Regions from separate parts of the Mus musculus genome. Here all the other regions are linked to region 1. The links are chromatin contacts, called in public Hi-C and HiChIP or PLAC-seq maps. All regions are on one chromosome and are shown on one strand. The core of a region is the stretch at or near the end of the contact, and the rest is flanking DNA. Distances in the headings are between cores, read along the strand shown. Region 1 holds the start of Arap2 (ArfGAP with RhoGAP domain, ankyrin repeat and PH domain 2). Region 2 overlaps Arap2 (ArfGAP with RhoGAP domain, ankyrin repeat and PH domain 2). Region 3 overlaps Dthd1 (death domain containing 1).

What was found. A called contact is a pair of places that touch in the nucleus more often than the background predicts. HiChIP or PLAC-seq counts read pairs in DNA pulled down with a chosen protein or histone mark.
Region 2: a Hi-C map of astrocytes shows a contact between it and region 1, with 1.6 times the contacts expected there. The contact joins the enhancer-like site here to the promoter of Arap2 in region 1. A contact is called at or near these places in 1 of 484 Hi-C or Micro-C datasets (astrocytes), 2 of 115 datasets of contacts at active chromatin or transcription factors (bone marrow-derived macrophages and microglia) and 2 of 9 other capture datasets (adipose tissue and pancreatic islet).
Region 3: a BATF HiChIP or PLAC-seq map of CD8 T cells shows a contact between it and region 1, with 41 read pairs. The contact joins the enhancer-like site here to the promoter of Arap2 in region 1. A contact is called at or near these places in 2 of 39 promoter capture datasets (both in the C10 cell line), 1 of 15 datasets of contacts at CTCF or cohesin (CD8 T cells), 36 of 484 Hi-C or Micro-C datasets (B cells, the C10 cell line, CD4 T cells and 19 more), 14 of 115 datasets of contacts at active chromatin or transcription factors (the 230-238 cell line, CD8 T cells, bone marrow-derived dendritic cells and 8 more) and 2 of 9 other capture datasets (adipose tissue and liver).

The regions. Positions count from the first base shown.
Region 1 is chr5:62,764,008-62,767,958 of GRCm38.p6, reverse strand. It overlaps Arap2 (ArfGAP with RhoGAP domain, ankyrin repeat and PH domain 2), which reads left to right and starts at 1,782. Exons shown (of 33, transcript NM_178407.3): 1 at 1,782-2,065.
Region 2 is chr5:62,671,113-62,675,063 of GRCm38.p6, reverse strand. The region is part of intron 15 of Arap2 (ArfGAP with RhoGAP domain, ankyrin repeat and PH domain 2); the gene reads left to right. Among named protein-coding and RNA genes, the nearest start is that of Arap2, 93 kb to the left of the region's middle. Within about 2 kb of position 2,048, at least 37 of the 459 cell types and tissues checked have an H3K27ac peak or open chromatin away from gene starts, as enhancers often do. A contact at or near this core is called in adipose tissue and astrocytes, where this site is marked.
Region 3 is chr5:62,856,462-62,860,412 of GRCm38.p6, reverse strand. All of the region lies in intron 8 of Dthd1 (death domain containing 1), which reads right to left. Among named protein-coding and RNA genes, the nearest start is that of Dthd1, 47 kb to the right of the region's middle. Within about 2 kb of position 1,887, at least 63 of the 459 cell types and tissues checked have an H3K27ac peak or open chromatin away from gene starts, as enhancers often do. A contact at or near this core is called in the 230-238 cell line, B cells, CD8 T cells and 16 more, where this site is marked.

The DNA.
Region 1 (3,951 bases), core at 533-3,032:
ACTTAGCACTCAGGAGTGGTGTATGCAGTCTGTAGTGGAGAGGCATTTTGCCTACTACAATGGCTATTAAATCACACGTCTACCCGGCAGCACCATAGTCTGTCCCCTGGGAGAGATGGCATCTAGAGATTGTTTTGTAGTTGTTTACCGTGTATCTTCAGAGTTGCATGCTCAAATTATCCAACATTAAAAAAAAAATTGAAAATCTCGGATAACTGAACGGCATGATTAAGGAACTAAGATGGTCTAAGGACACACGTCCAAACTATCTTATAAAAGCAACTGTGAAAAGTAACATGTTAAAGGTTGCCCCCCCCCCCCCCCCCCCCCGCGAGACACCATAACTGATGTAAGAATACTTGTATATTTGATGGCCTGACTTGTTCCGAGAAGGATTTAAGAAGGCTAATGAAGATTGGGGGTGTGGAGGTGGTGGTGGGAATATATGAGCGCTGTTAGGAGAGAAAGAAAAAGAAACCGGGAGCAAAGGGGGAAGATGAGTCCGGGAAAGAGCAACTCACAGAAAATTTGTAATAAATGGCGTGGAAAGTAAAACTAAAAGCAAAATAAATTAATAAATTAAAAATAAAGAAATAAAAAGAAAGAAACAAAGATTAAACAAAAGAAAAATAACACAGACAAAAAGAATTCTGCAAGTCTTTTGGGAGAAAATGAAGGCAATTTGCCCAGGGCCTTCTTGTGAAACCTTCTGTGTAAAGGATGCTGCAGCTCAAGCCCCTCTTTACCCCCGGAAAGATGGTGGTTTTGGATGGCAGTTGGTGATGTGGACTCGTGAAGGCCTGAGCTCCTGGGAAGCCTCTCACCCTGTGAGCTTCACCCATTAGCTTATTTTCATAATAAGGTCCGCATCACTGTAATTGCTTCACTTTCGTCAACAGATACAGCAGGAAGATAAGTAAGTACTTTCATGTTTTGAGGGAGAAACTCAGGTAGGTAATCTATTAAAAACAAACAACAAACTCAAAACAGGAGTATGAAGCAGGTCAGCAAGGATCCTGCTTGTTCTCAGGTAGGTTTCTGGGATTCTCTCTCTCTCTCTCTTTTTGTTTTTCTCATTGTATCACCAAGATCATTTAAGGACTGATTCAAAGACAGAAAGGCCTTCCAGACTCAAACAACCCCCAGGTTTGAGACCTAGTTTCCCAGAGATAAGTGTTCCTCAGGCCATTGGGTGTTATGCTCCTCCTCCTGAGATTCATCTAAAAAAAGGGATCTTAGAATTTGGTCGTAGCGGTGACTGGGGAGAATCCGACTTTGGGTTTGGTGGATATACTTATTCCTGGAACCTAGGCAAAAGGGTGTCCTAGATGTGTGTGAAGTTTGGGAAACACTGAGGCTACAGGGAAAGTTCTGGGTAGTGTAGCGCTTCTGCATTCAGAGGCGGCAGGATCCACCCCACTGGCCACCCGCCCAGGTCAGCGCACACAGTCCCAGCAACGTGTATCTGTAACCCAGCGAGGGTCTCAGCGGGAGGGTGGCAGGGCCAATCCCCCGCCCCGGGGGGACGCGCCCTTCCAGGGTCGCCACTGGGCAGACGCGCTCCAGGTGGCCTGGGCGGCAGGCGCGGCCGAGCGGCAGGCGGGCTGACTCAGCTGCGCAACAATGCTGCCGAACCGGGACGGCCTGCCCCGCCGCCCCCGCCGTTGAGCTCGGGCCGCCCCCGCCGGCCGCGGATCCCCGCCCCCGGGGCTCGGGAGGAAGCAGCCGGGCGCGGCGCCGAGCACCTGGGCGGCCCGGGCAGGCGCGGCTTCCGGGGCTGCGCGCTCGCCCGCGGAGCCCAGCCGCGCTCCCGCCTCCAGGTGCGGCGCGGGGTCCGCCCGCTCGCCGCCGGGGACAGCGCCCCACGGGGACGAGCCGGCGCTGCGCTGCCGGGGCTCGCGGGCCGCGCGCGAGCGAGGCGAGTCCCCGGGGTGCGCTGGCCGCGGTCCGGTCCCGGGTGCGAGAACGCAGCGCTTCGGGACGCGTGGAGTGCTCGGGCGGCTCTGGATTGTGTCGCTCGGATTGCGCGTCCCGCGAGTGGGCGTCGGAAGAGAAACCAAAGGCGGTAAGTGATTAGAAAGCTGCGCTTGCTTCTGGGATTTGACCCGCACGATTGACAGTCCAGTCAATCAGACTGTCTCATCCCCCTCTGCCCCCGACCAAAAACTGCCTGGGCAAGTTCCAGGCGCTGAGTTCTTTTCTCGGTGGAGGTAATGACTTGGGGCTCTGTGCTCCCCCCTGCACCCCCCACACCCTTCTGGTTACACACTTAAGGGCAGCCCTGTTAATTAACTTTAATTACAATCATTCGGCCTCCACCTGCTTGAACCTAGCACTGTACCAGGGGACCTCTCTGGAGTGCGGTTACCAGGCAGCTCTTTCACCTTTAGTGTGGGAAGCAGTTCTCATGGGAGAATTGGTGTCCATCTATTAATTGAAGTAAGTTTTTATTTTACTTCATTCTGATGTTTTCTTTAGTCTTGGTTTTCTTGGTGGCGATCTGGAGTTTCTTTGACTTGGAAGGTTTGTGAAATTATATTGTGAACAATAGCCTTTGATATTTAGAAAAAAATACAAGAAGTGATAAGATACGCTGTGTGGAAAACTGTCTCAGGCTCTTGTAAGTTAGATGAGAGATACCAAGTTTGTCCTTGAAGTATAGGACACTTAGTAGCACATAAGTTTATTTTTTTTTTTAAGTATTGGAATACGCTATTTTTAAAAGTACATTTAATCGGATGTCATTGTTATTCCCAATAATAGCTTTGTACTTACAAGCCCAGTATCGATTCTCTTCACTTAAGCTTTGTGCACCAGAAGTGTATGGAGCATTGCCTGTAAGTGGAAGGTGGCTATGGATGAGGTAACTTTTTTAAAGGCAAGGAATAACGACAAGATTTTTATTCATGACTTTTATACACTTACAAGAGAAATATGGAAGGCAAAGGCACTTGGTATTCCACTGTTTAACAATGTTTAATAGAGAGAAAATAAAAGTGGGTCGTGCAAGTAGGCTATATCCTAAAATGGAAATATCCCCTGGCTCCTGTCCAAGGAGAGATTGAACACATATTTAAGGTGGGTCTTCACACTAAGAGGGTTTTATATAGACTTGATGTGTCGCAGCCATTTTTTTTTTTAAAAAATGTACCTAGATAGTAAGTCAAAAAGCTTGTTAAAGCTAATTTATATGTGTCTGCTGTTTTGTATTCTTTCCTTCCACTCCTCGGCCTGTCACATGCAGTTTTTTTTTTTTTTTTTTTTTTTTGAGGGGGGAGTTGCTTGTGAAAAGAGTAGCTGAGGGTCCGCTTAGAAACAAATTCTTGTTTTCCTGACATCTCAGGTTCCCAGTTGTGAGGCTCATGGGCACTCAATGAATGCTTTTCAGATTGAAGTACTTTTAGTTACCATGGTTAAATAGAACTCAAGTTCTACTGGATTACAGTTTTTGTGTCTCACATTAGCGTTTGGAAACTGAAGTTTTAAAAACTTGCTTCTGAGGATTCTCCAGGTCCTAGAAGGAGACTTTGCTTTCTGTTTTGTTACTTCCTAACACATTAACTTGCAGCTGAAGAACTCCGTGTGGTGAACTTGACCATAAAATTCAAAGTATGAACGACAGCCGCAGCTTTAATAGTTTCTGTTGTCATGTGCTCCACCCTCTCTTCAGTCTTCTGTTTTGGAGCCACTTACTGGTCTTTTGCACATGCTAAGTTGTGGAGTGTTTCTGATTCTTTGTAAAAGGCTAATCAGGCGATGTCTTCTTATTGGTCCTGGAAATATGTGTTAACTTTTACCCAAACACATTGAATACAAACATAGTGGATGCCTCCTTAAGTCATTTCTACATTAGAGTTTACTATTTTACATTTTAAAAACATTGGTCACAGTGTGGATATATGGCTATATTTCTACCAAGCCTAATGACGTGAGTTTGATCCCCAAGACCCA
Region 2 (3,951 bases), core at 799-3,298, 93 kb after region 1:
AACGATGCAATGATTTTCATTGTTTTCTTTTACTTGGCCTAAGGAGTAATAATTGACAAGTTTTACAAAGGATTTGCAAGATAACCCATAAATCAAATCAAACAATTACTAAAATTTTTGCATAATAACAAAAACAAAATACTTACCAATACCTTTTCAGATTTCTTGAATATTCTAGAGCCATTTTTCCCCATTTGGAATATTTTTCTAAAAGCAGTTTCAGAGATCTAAGGTTTACTTACATAGGGCACTAGAAATTATTTCATTTAAAAATACTCTCCTGGCAAGTATTCTTTGTCTTTTTCTCTCCTACTTGTCAGCATGGTTTACAGATTTACACTCAACACTGAATCTGCTGATACGAGACCAGCTCTGTTGTTCATCCAGCCCTACCTATACAGTGGTACGATTTTTCTGTCCACTTAACATTTACCATAGCTTCCATGTAAACTTTCTACAAAGAGCCAGACTTAATTACTTTCAGAACAATAGTCAGATCCTGTTCATCACATCACTCAAGGGCAGAGACTAGCATCCACTGCTGATTGCATTCCCTAGTACCTGTGTTTAGGACCTGAACTCTTCAGCGCATTCCTTTTAAACTCCCATACCTGGCCCATCAGGCATTTTCATCTGTTTCTGGAAAGGCTGTATTCTTTACTCTTGTCCTATATAGATGCCATATTTCCAGATTGATGCTATTCTATCTTTCCAGGGTCATTTCATTGCCACATAGCAAGGTCTTTTAGTTACACTACCCAAATATTCTCTGTACCAGAAGATCATCCTCTGAGGATGCTGTATACAGTCCCAGCATGGAACTTATGAAGTCCAAGATATCTACTACTTCATTTCCTTGTTTACTCCTTCCCTGAGGAGTGAAGAGTCACTCATGCTTTCTCACTTTTTGTTCAGATTCATCAAATATTTGGCACCCAAATCAGTGCTAACATGTAGTTACTGCACAATAAGTATCTGTTGAATGAATGACTTTACCATTAAGAAACTAGCAGCTTAAAAATATCTAAGTAACTTGTTGGGAGTCTTTGATTATAATATGTGGTTGGTAGAGTCAAGAGCTCCGGGGTACTGGTTAGTTCATAATGTTGTTCCACCTATAGGGTTGCAGATCCCTTTAGCTCCTTGGGTACTTTCTCTAGCTCCTCCATTGGGAGCCCTGTGATCCATCCATTAGCTGACTGTGAGCATCCACTTCTGTGTTTGCTAGGCCCCGGCATAGTCTCACAAGAGACAGCTACATCTGGGTCCTTTTGATAAAATCTTGGACACGCAAACTTTATATGCCCCAGTACAGGGGAACGCCAGGGCCAAAAAGGGGGAGTGGGTGGGTAGGGGAGTGGGGGTGGGTGGGTATGGGGGACTTTTGGTATAGCATTGGAAATGTAAATGAGCTAAATACCTAATTAAAAATGGAAAAAAAAAACAGTATGAGTTATAAAAGCAAAAAAAAAAATGTGGTTGGATCATAAGTCAGTGGTTTGACTAGAGTATGAATTATAAGTAATCAACTACGATTTTAAAAAGTAAATGAATAAAATCTCAGAAAATGCATACATTTCCTATAACGCTTAATTTATAACTTGAACTTCATATCTCCATTAGAAAACATGATATGCAGGGCTTAGTAAGAAACTCAGACAATGAGAATCTTGTCATGCATATCCCCACTCCCACACAGAATTGTGCAACCTTGCAAATTACAAGATACAGTTGTGGCACAAAGCATATTTTGATGAGAAAGAGCTACCCCAAGAAGCACAAACTAAACTCTGAAGAAGCCTGTCTTTCTGGGCCTGATTCTTGGCCCTCGCAAGATCTGGCAGTACCTTCTGTTGTTGAATGCCAGCTTTATAGAAGGAAAAACGAACTGTTTAGAAAGATATAGAGATTAAAGTGTGGCTGTCACCTTTGCCTCTGAAAGGCAAGCACTGGACAGTACCGCTCCAGCAGCCCTTGTCAGCACAGGGCAGAAAACACAATGATTAAAATCGTAGACAGGCGTCTGGGAATGGAATGCAAGCATCTTTCCAAGTCGCAAGGCTGGGCATTGTCAGTTCAGCTTTTCCCATCTCTAGTCCGTGCAGCTCTTGCTTATGAAGACAGATCTGTATTTTGCTTTTTCTTTTCTCGGTTTAGTGTTCATGAAAAGAAAGATTGATAGCCCTTGTTAAACCTCTGCACAGAGCTGAATAATAGCATCCTGGTTTTGTTTTCCGTTCCCCCTCCTCAGCCCTGTGTTTCCCCTGGTAGCTGGCTTTGATTACTTTGTGCAGCCCTTGCTTTCTGAAAAGAAAGTGGTGGATAGGGTTGGCCAGAGTCTCCCATTTTCATTCTGCTTCTATTTAATATCATACATTAACAAGGGATTTATTTTTATTCTAGGCAAAACCTCCGTTGTTTACTAAAAAGTATTTTTTTCCTAAGACCAAAAGGATGTTTATTTAAATGAAAAAAATTACTGATGCGTATTCCTTTCATAAGTGGAAGCTGAATACCATCAATGTAGGAAATTTACAAAATGACTTTATGGTTTCGGGAAGTAATAGCATTTCCTTAACTTCCTCAGATTTATTGTGCACACATGCCTTAGAATATGGGACTTCTCTACTGTGACACTTTAAAAGTGATTCTACTGTCTAATTGTGTAGTAAGCATATAGGTATTTTACTCAGTGGTTAAAGGGAAGCTCTAGAAATTATATCGTGGCCACTCATGGGATCTGTGCCTATGAAAAGGGTACAAGACAGTGCTTTCAGCTCAGACCGATGTCATTCTGCAGGCTCAGTGGATTCATACATAGAGAGTGTGTAGAACATGCATGGTCTGTGCACATGGTCAAGACTGAGAGGAGGAGCGTTGGGAGGCTTACAGTAAGCCCAGGACTTTCTGGATGCCTGTCACTCTCTGAGTTTAGGTGCTTTGCCCCTTGGACGTCATTTGACAACCCCAGTTCTAAATGAGAACATCCACATCCCTCGTGGAATGCTGCAATGCATTGCCTGTGGGATTACAAAGAGAAATTAATAACCCCTCTTTCACTTTCCCCTCATACACTAACTCCTCTGTTAACCAGCCAAGGCCTGAGAATTGCCCATTATGTGGCCTTGCTATCCTTTTGGTGGACATCTTGCAGAAACTGCTTTAACAGTGTGCCTTTGGTAGCAGAGAGTGGTTCTCTCGGATTACTGACAACCACAAATTCACTGCTTCCCAAATTAACAAGAATGTCAAGATTTCCTATCGTGTCTTTTTTATTCTAGATACTCAAAAGACAAGATCAGTACCTAGTTGTCAGACCTCTGGCCCATTTATAAAGCATATGATAATACTACAGGACACATGATAAAACTACAGGACTGACTCTCTTCGAGCCCATATTTCTAAAGAAAATGGAGCCCCCTTGTAATGGCAAATGGGCCACAGGCCATCCACAAATCAATAAGTATCACTGTGTACCAATAAAATTTTACTGTGCCAAGGGATTGTAGAAATTTGACAGAAATTTGGTTTCTATCCATGATGTGCTAATCCCTGCATAATAAGAATTTGAAAACTCCCAAATAGGACACTATGGACACTGCAGATTTTGAACACTCCTTTGACATCCTCCTGAATCAGTGGTCTTGGGGTTTTGTTCTGTGTTAGTTCTCCTCATCTTTTCTGTGCAGACCTCAATCTCTATGGTTCCAGAGTTGCTTTGAAGCTTTTTAGTTCATTGAATTGGCCTCCTTCTATGGTCATCGATGTCATATTCATTTTAGTCTGGTACATTCTTTACAGTTAGATGATAATGTTTTTGAAGGCAAAAGTATATCAGCTTTGCATCTTATAAGGTAGGTAGTTTGATGATCCTTATCATAAATACGGAATTTGTCAATTTATTTACTTGAATGCAGTCGTGATGTTCTTAATAGTTTAATATTATGACTC
Region 3 (3,951 bases), core at 638-3,137, 92 kb before region 1:
TGGATAATCCTGGAAATAAAAATTCATGCCGTGACTTTAAAAAAACTGAATTTTCTTAAAAGCCAAGTTACTGATCTTTATTATCAGAATATTTAACCCTATAATATATCATTTTATTTTTTATTATTATATTTTTCATTATTAAAACCAAAACATCAGATTTTCTCTCTTCCACAAGTCCCTCCAGATCCTCTATTTCTCCCTCTCAATTTTAAGTTCTTTCTTAAAAAGGAAACAAATATACAATATAGCAAAACTCTCCCAAAATAAGAAACCATTAAACTACATCGAAAAAGAGGGGAAAAAAACCCCACAAAGTGGTTGATATACCCAGTGTCAGTCTACTGGAGAAAACTGATTTTCACTCTTCCAGAAGGTATAAGTAAAAATTCACTTCTTAACTTTTCGCCTAATGTCTAGATTTCCATTCATTTCTTTATATAAAAAAAAGCAATGAAATAAATATAATAAGATAAAACAAAAACTATCACACTGAAGTTGATCAAGACAAGCCAACGGAAGGAAAAAAGACCAAGAGAAGACACTTGAATAAACGTCCACTCACTCACACACTCAAGAGTCCCATGAAAACACTAAACTGGAAGCCATATTATACTCACTGTGGACCTGGTGTGGACCCATTCAAGCAACATGCATGCTACTTCAGTCTCTGTGAGCTCATATGAGCTATGCTCACATAGATTTACAGAGCCTTCTTTTCTTGGTGTCCTCAATCCCTTCTGATTCTTAAATTCTCTCTGCCTCCTCTTCCTGGGGTTCCCCCAAGTTGTGAGGGGAGGGATTTGTTGGAGACATCTCATTTAAGAAGGACTGAGTGTCCCAAGGTCTCTCAGTCTCTGCATAATTTAACATAATATTTCTTAGTTGAACTCATTATCTGACTGACAGAGGATGGACCATAAAGCAATATAGATGTTGCTAAAATTGACTTCAATATAGAAAACATGGAACTAAATTCTAACAAACTCTAAAACTGTTGTTAAGTTCAATGTTTCTGAAAAAACAACAAAACTCAAATTACTCTGTTTTTTTTCTGATAGGGTTTAATACCTACATACATACATACACACATATGTATATGTGTGTATTAAATATATTATATATAATCCATATGTACTATATGTATATTTTTTCTGAACTTGTTTTTTTTTATTATCCATCAACAGGGTAATGAATTGTGCTTTTTAAAATAGTAATTATATTTATTCTGAAAATTTTACACATAATATAGAATATATCTAAATCATATCTGTATCTTTCACCGCCCCCCCACACACACTAACTTCTCCTTGTTCTCCCAACACATTTTCCTTCCAATTAATTTTCTATTTACAAACCACTGAGTGCATCTAGTGCTACTCACATGTGCTAGTGACACTTTCATTTTTAATCCTAATATAATTACATAAAATAACTACATCTGAAAACTGTAAGCAATGCTAAGGTGCTTGTGACCATGATAAATTTTCTCCCATCTCAGAATCTTCTAATTTACTTAGTGAAGATTCTTTTAGCAGTTCATGTTTTTGGAAACAAATTACGTTTTTAAAATCATTTTCAGCATGGTAGGGAGTGGGCAATGAAAGTCTCAAACCGAGAGAAAGTGATGCTTTTGATACACAAGCTCTTGCAATAGCACATTCACAGTTCCTTCCTTTAACCTATTTAATGTGGTGGAAGTGCAAATGTTGTGACACTTTTTTTTTTTTTTTAACTAGAAATGGCATGACAATATGTCATGAGTTCACAGGGTCATTTTGTTTGTTTTTCTAAAGGAAGTTCAGTCTCAGCAGAAGTTAGGTCAGGATTGCTTATGTAAGGCTGCCACTGAGGTATTACTCAGAGCTTCAGCCTCAGGTAGACTCCAGCTTTGTGTCTGGAGCCCTGCCTGACTCTATTCAAAGCAAAACCACCAAACAGGTGGGAGAAGTACAAGGTTGTCACAACCCAAGCTGACGAAAAACAAGCAAATGTCATATAGACAGCCATCTGGGTGACTTCAGAAGTGTGTGTTCCGGCACCAAGCAGTCTAACCACTTCCTTCCACTTAAAAACTCAATTTTTTAAAGGTGCTTTCCTTCTTCCAGTGTACAATGGCATGTAATGTCAACAAAATGTTCTGGAACATTTATGAAATGAGTTGCTTTATGCACAACTTAGAAATGCTTTACTGGAAATGATTGTATTATGAGGCCTCAAATTTTCACTTGTATTGATGACATGGTCAATTTCATAAGGGCATCATCTTCCAAGGCCACTAAGACCAGTTAGATCATTTTTCAGACCTCAACTCAACTTCTTAGCCACCATATGAATAGTATCCATGATGTTTTTCCTTGAAGGCATCATGGAGGCTAGATATTTACTATTTGCCTTACTCTGGCTGATGCTTTCCCAGGACTGTAGGCAAAGAGGCTTCTTGTCTTGTGTTTCTTCTCTGCCCAGAAGGTAACTCACTGTTGGTCTTCTGTAACTGTCCTATTTTAACACATTTCACCAATTTTGTTTATTCTTTGATGCTTATTTGTTTCTTTCCTTAACATGTCTCATTTTCTCTTATTTTACCACCTATAGTATAAGCTGTATTCATTAAGGCATTTATGCAGCAAGCATTGGTTACATCTAACTGTGCCAAGCATTGTTCTTTATCCTTGTTGAACAATGAATAATAAAGGAACAGAACAAAGTTCCCCTGAAGTCATAGGGCTTACTTAAATCCTTGCTAAGTCAATCTTTCTGCAATATAGCTAACACACGAGGCTCCAGTGCTTTAGAGAGAAACACAGTTAAATCAAGTAAGAAGGCTCTAGAGTGTTGGGTTATGAATCCAGAAATACATTTGCTATTAAATAGATTCAGAGAAGGCTTTAGAGAGAATGTGAAACTTGACCATGAGATGACTATTGAGGTATTGGTATATAGGTAGATATTAGAAGGACCATTCAGGACAGAGAAATCATTAACACGTATTTAAATCAGAAGACAGAGAAGAGTAACCTAGAAGGAGGGACAGGCTAACTGTGGGATTGCAGGTGAACAAGGGAAGGAGATGGGATACAAAAGCTTGGAATCAATAGCCAAGTAGGCCATGTAGAGACTTTACAGTAGCTGTCCCTTATGACTGCTGTGTATTTTCTGGACTCAGTATCCTTCAGCCTCCATGGTATCATGGTCAATTGTGGATAAAATTATTAATTAGGAATACCAGAGATAAACAATTGATAAATCTTATAGAACTTTTTAATAATAAATTATCAATTGTCCCATATTATTGTTAGCTGTGCTTATTTACACCTTAACCTGTCTAATTTATAAACTAAACTTCATCATAGCTGTATATACATTAAAAATGTTATTCACTTAGGTTTCAATAACTTCTAGCACCCACTGGGAATCATAGTGGGGTGGTGTGCACATGCTCAGCCCACACTATTAGGAGGTAAGGCCTTGTTGGTGGAAGTGTGTCCCTGTGGGGATGGGCAATGAGACCAGACTCCTAACCAAGTGAGATCCAGTCTTCTCTTAGCAGCCTTCACTTTATAGATTCAAAATGAATATAGGAATTTGCTAGCTGTGAATACATGTAATCCAATTTCTAACTTAGGGAAATAGCTACAAAGTAATTTTTGGCTTTCATGATTGTATTAGTCGGGGTTCTCTGGAGTCACAGAACTTATGGAATGTTTCTATATATTAAGGGAATTTATTGTAATGACTTATATAGTCTGTAGTCCAACTAACCCAACAATGCCCAGCTGTAAATGGGAAGTCCAAGAATCTAGTAGGTGCTCAGTCCCTCAGGGATGGGTGTTTGAACTGGTCTTTTGTATAAGCTGGAATCCTGAAGAAGTAGGCCCAACAGATGTGCTGGCAATTTAGGGCAAGCAGATGAAGAAGAGCGATCCTTCTTTCTTCCAATGTCATTATGTA